Regions from separate parts of the Mus musculus genome. Here region 1 is linked to region 2. The links are chromatin contacts, called in public Hi-C maps. All regions are on one chromosome and are shown on one strand. The core of a region is the stretch at or near the end of the contact, and the rest is flanking DNA. Distances in the headings are between cores, read along the strand shown. Region 1 has its middle 120 kb from the start of Ptn. Region 2 has its middle 32 kb from the start of Gm38789.

Region 1 (2,700 bases), core at 83-2,582, 1.3 Mb after region 2:
GGGGCCCCAACCTGACATTATGAGACAAGGAACCACCAAAGAAGTTGCTGAGTTAATGCTATATTGGCCATCTACTGCTGCGCATGCAGCCTGCCCATAAGAGTAATTTTCCCAGTGAGCCTTCCTTGGAGAAAACTAAATTTTTACTTTCAAGTAATTATTCGTCGGAGTTAGCTTCTGGGTCAGGCATGGGGCATGTGTACCTACTCCTTTCAGATCTAGGACCCCATCTGTTATAGTCTCATGCAGTCCCCGTACATGTGGCTTCTGTCACTGAGTTCACATGCACCTCAGACCTGTTCTGTTTTGAATGCCCTTGTTACCTTGGTGATCTCCATCGCCTCTGGCTCTTATACTCTTTTCTGCCTCCTCTTCCACAAGATTTCCCTAACCCTGAGGGAAGGAATTTGAGAGAATTTTCCCATTTTGGCTGAGTGTTCCAAGGTCTCTCAGTGTCTGTGTCATGTCTGGCTGTCTCTCTGTAGATCTCTGTGTTAGCATCTCTCTTCTGCAGGAGAAAATTTCTTTGATGATGGCTAAGCAAGGCCCTGATCTATGAGTAGAACAGAAGGTCATTAAGAGTCCTTTTATTGCTACATGGTTTTAGTAGAATCATAGTATTTGGTTTTACCCTAGGACCCTGGGCTATCTAGTTTCAGATTCTTGGTTAACTAACTCTTATAGCATTAGCCCAGGATCCAAATTAGAACTGTTGGTATGACCTGGATGAGGAGGAAAATGTGTCCCCCTGTCTTATGAGCAATAGAGAGTGTTTCTCTGACCAGCCCTCAGTCTCCTCAGAGCCTTACCTTGGGGATTAGCCAGCTCTTCCTGAAGGATCTCCTCATCTCCTTCCAGCCAGTGATTGATTATACATCTTCATTGCCTAGGCAATTCATGCACAGAATGTAGGATGGACTCAGCAGTCAAGGTAAGAAGAGGAGGGAAAAAAGTAATTTGGGACAAGCTGTGGTTTAGGTAGAAACTGTGTTTTAAACAACAACCCACTGATTCTATGGTAAGCCTGCTTAGCTGTTCAGAGGGTGTGCATGTGTGTGTGTGTGTGTGTGTGTGTGTGTGTGTGTGTGTGTGTGCTGTGTGTGTCTTCTTTCACGCTGAAATGAAAATGCCCTTAAACGTTAGAAATATTCTTTGCAGAGAGAAATAAGCAACCAAGACACTTTCCTCACTGATATCCCCTCCAAATATAAATAGTTTTATAAACATTTAAATATTTTCTCTGTTTCTTGGAAGATTATAAATGAGAGAGAGAGAGAGAGAGAGGGAGAGAGAGAGAGAGAGAGGCAGAAAGGGAAAGAGGGAGAGAGAGTCAGATCACAGGTCCAGTCAACATGGATGCATAAACCTCACACCTGAAACAGAGATTATTTTATTATCACAGAACTAGAAAAAACTGCTGGTTTATAAAATGACTTGCAACCCCAGTCAGCCCTCAAGGCTTTAGGGAAGTTAAGGCTTCCCTCCTCCCATCCTCCTCCCTAGAAATATTAACATAGGGAAAGTGAAAGCAAAGAACTTCAGAATGAGTTGATGGAAAAGAGAGATGTATAGAAAGCCAGAATAAAATTTGGGAGATGGAAATTACCACAGGTCAATGAATGCCTTTGTTGTTCTGGGATGTTCATTTCAAAAAGCAGGAAAATGAAAGATAGGCTATAAAAGTCTCATCAGATTGGCAGCCCCTGGCTCACTGAAGCCCTCTTTTCATCTGCTCTATTTTGGTGTCCACATGTCTTTCCCTCAGAGATCATCTGCCACCAAATTTCATTGGGGGATCCAAACTTCCATTTAAGTAAAGTATACCTCGGAGTGGGAGGATTTTCTTTACAGTAAACTAGAGTCCCAGAGTACTTTTATGCAAACTCTTTCAAAGAACAGTCCTCCCAATCCCGTTGTAAATGTCATTATTTTGCCTATATTACAAGACAGCTTAGCTTCATTAAGTGTCATTATTTTGGATTAGGTTCATCACAATCATTTTAAAACTTCATTCTGAAATTTGTCATGTAAGCTACTCTTCAATTTTTTATCATGTACTAATTCAGTAACTATGTTTTCTAAGTACTTAGTCATATCATTGATTAAAATATAACAAGGGCAAGAAGAATAGAATCAACAATATTGTGTTAGAAATACCCAACATACAGAAAGAGCAACTTAACTCTAGAGTGGTTGCTTGATAACACTCAGAACAATTCAGACTATTTTTCAGTCTATCACTAACCATGAAGTAAGAGGAGCCTTTGTCTAGATGGCATGTAGAAGCCATTACACCTAACATTTCAGCCCTATATTTTTAAGGGCAATATATTTTTATGTATCATTAATCGATAAATCTATATTGCCCACAACCAATAACCACATTAACTTGGCTACAGGATCTAAAACATGGTTAATAACTCATCTTTGATGTCATCCATCTGACACCATAGCAGTGTACTTGGGGAATTTTCTCTTTTTTCTAAAATAAAAAAGCCTTGAAGACGTAATTTTGAATATTGAATGTTCTTCTCGGCACACATATTCTTACCATTTTATTAGCTTCACAATTCCAAGCACCAACATTGTGCATTTCTAATATTTTGGAACGCTGTCATTATGTTGTAAACAACATAACAGTGTTTGGGTGCCAGAGGGTAGATAAGTGTGGGATTTCCATAGAAACAGGCAGAGATTCTT
Region 2 (2,700 bases), core at 59-2,558:
CTTTGTCAGGCTGAGATTGATTAACATGACATGGTCTAGCCAGCTGTTAGGTTCTGTAACCTGCCACCCCCTGCCTCTGTCTCCCGTCTTCAGCTACATAATGAGGCTCTGTCTTAAAAAGCAAGGAGCTGGGAGTGTGGCTCGGTGGTTGAGTGCAAGAGCACAAAGCTCTGGGTTGGAGCTCCAGCACAGTCACAAAGAAAACCAGAAAAAGAAAAAAAAAATTCACATGGTTTCTTGCTAAGGGGGCATACCCCGAACGTTGCTTCCCTGTTCGCGATCCCTTACAGTCTAGGCTGGAAGAATTCTGTTTCTCAGAAGGCCCATTCTTCATCCAAAACATCAACAACCCCCCACTGCCTTTGAACATCGAATCAGAGCAAAGCAAACAAGGGAACCAGAGCGACCCATAGTGAAAGCGGGAGGGGCCTCGCGCTGGTTGCCGGCAGCAGGTGGCGCCCTTGGGTCACCCTCTTCAGTCTCTAGCAGAACAGTGCCTCCTATCTGTCAAAACCCTTAACTTGTCTTTCTCAGCCTTGAGTGTTCCAGCTTGCTGACTCTCTCAGCTTAGGAACTCCCTCCTTCCCTCCTCAGGCAGGGCCCACATGCTGTCCTTGCAATGGGCAAGGAGTTGCATTTCTGGGTGGATGGAAGCACATTTATTATACCACACACAGCGGAAAGAAAACAATTCCACCCAGTTCCCCTTTCTTTAATTAAAAAAATATTATTGTTGCTGTTATTATTATTCCTATTATTATTACTACTACTATTACTTATTATTTGTGTGTGTGTGTGTGTGTGTGTGTATGGTTATTTTGCCTGAATGTATTTCTGTACACCACATACATGCCTGGTGCCTACAGATCCCCTGGAACTGGAGTTCTAGATAGTTGTATAGAGTCATGAGGGTGCTGAGGAATTGTGCCCAGGTCCTCTGGAAGAGCAGCCAGTGCTCTTAACTACTGGTAGTAGATGGTTACAGAGTCGCTTCAAGGATGAAATCAGGTCTTTGCATATGCCTGGCATACCTGTCTTCTGAGAGGCTCTACCAGCAGCTGATCGAGACAGAGGCAGATAATTACACCCAACCATTGGACTGAATTAAGGTTGAATTAAAGGAAAGATTGAAGAATCTGAAAGGGAGGGCGACCTCATAGGAAGACCAGCAGACTCGACTAACACAGAACCCAGGGAGCTCCCAGAGACGGAGCCACCAACCAGGAGCATACACAGCCAGGTCTGAGGCCCCTGGCACATATACAGCGGAGGTCTGCCTGGTCTGGCCTCAGTGGGAGAAGATGCACTTACTCCTCCAAGAGACTTGAGGACCCAGGGAAGGGGGAGGCCTGCTGGAGGTTGGGAGCACCCTCTGGGAGGCAAGTGGGAGGAGGAATAGGATGAGGAATGGTGGGTCGGAGGGACGGGGGGGTGGGGGAGGAGGTCAACGACTGGAATATAAATAAATAAAATAACTTAAAAAAGAAAGGAAGAACGGAAAAAAGTGGAGTGGCATATGTAAGTTCACTAATTGCCCACTAGATGGCACTCTCTTCCCAGGAGAAAGGAAACTTGCGAAAGGGGAGAGGTACTAAACGTTGAGCCAGCTGCCTGAGGGCTGGCTTCTGTTTGCCTGCTCTAATCCATTGCATTTGGGCAGTTAGCTTGAGAAGAGCAACATTAAGGTCAAAATCAGTGGTCCACAGCCTTAGGAATGTGTCTTCTGTGGCCATTTGTGTCAGCATTAATTATTGCCAGTGTAGGGGAGGGGAAGGGAGTAGAAATACACCCAGCTCAGCCGGGAGTCTTGTGTTTGGAGACTAAGGGTGTTGGGGGGATATTAAGATTGACCCTGAAGCTCTAGGATGTGACCAAATCGCTCTTCATGGTCCAGATGGAAGACATAGGAGATGGCTGAGACTCCTTTATAGATGCTGAGTTCTTGGACTGCCTTGTCCCTCCTGCTTGGGACACTTTCCACATCATCTACACACCACTGATCCACACTGACAGTAAAACCCTGTGAATTCTAAGGGCTGTAAAGAGGAAGCTTGCCACCCTGGCAGCTTGGTACAGATTTGAGCGCCTGTCTACCCACTTTAGGTCATTGGCATTTTCTGGAGTGGGTCTTGGCCCAAACACAAGCTTTCTCTTTCAAACCACTTTGGTCACACACACTAACTTTCCCTCCCTTAAGCGCCGCCCCATACCAGCACCCAACCTAGGCTGGGTTGGCTGATGGCCCTGTAGCTTGCACTTCCATGGTTACCTACTGGTTCAGCTGCTACTGGTGGTGCCTCAGTTTCCTCTTCTGCTCATACATATTCAGCCCTGCTTTGACAGTCTTCCCAGGCCGCATACCTTTGCTTAGGGGCTTCCATTTTCCTCAGACGCCAATGGCCTGGGTTCCTGGACATTTCCTCTGCGGCACCCAACGCTACAGATCCAGTCCCCTCCCCAGGAAGCCGGGAGCCCTCCCTGAGCCCCTCAGCTATGCTCTTTGTACCCTGCTTTTATAGGTACGAGGATTGGAAAGTGGGCTATGGGGTTTTCGGTTGAAGCAGTGCTGTTCTTCCTGCTCAGTTCTGAGCAGGCTGCGAGCTGCTGGGATTGTTTTTTATTCCACACCTGAATCAAGAGTAGCATATTGCACAGTGGCTTCATCTTTTAGCCTCACAAACTGTGGCAAGGCCAACATCC

What was found. Hi-C and Micro-C count contacts between places; a contact is called where the count stands out from the background.
Region 1: a Hi-C map of the N1E-115 cell line shows a contact between it and region 2, with 33 times the contacts expected there. The contact joins two enhancer-like sites. A contact is called at or near these places in 1 of 39 promoter capture datasets (hippocampal neurons) and 16 of 484 Hi-C or Micro-C datasets (the N1E-115 cell line, adipose-derived mesenchymal stem cells, cardiomyocytes and 9 more).

What each region holds. Positions count from the first base shown.
Region 1 is chr6:36,688,474-36,691,173 of GRCm38.p6, forward strand. No RefSeq gene overlaps it. Among named protein-coding and RNA genes, the nearest start is that of Ptn, 120 kb to the right of the region's middle. Within about 2 kb of position 1,333, at least 2 of the 459 cell types and tissues checked have an H3K27ac peak or open chromatin away from gene starts, as enhancers often do. A contact at or near this core is called in the N1E-115 cell line, where this site is marked.
Region 2 is chr6:35,379,608-35,382,307 of GRCm38.p6, forward strand. No RefSeq gene overlaps it. Among named protein-coding and RNA genes, the nearest start is that of Gm38789, 32 kb to the right of the region's middle. Within about 2 kb of position 1,309, at least 83 of the 459 cell types and tissues checked have an H3K27ac peak or open chromatin away from gene starts, as enhancers often do. A contact at or near this core is called in the N1E-115 cell line, where this site is marked.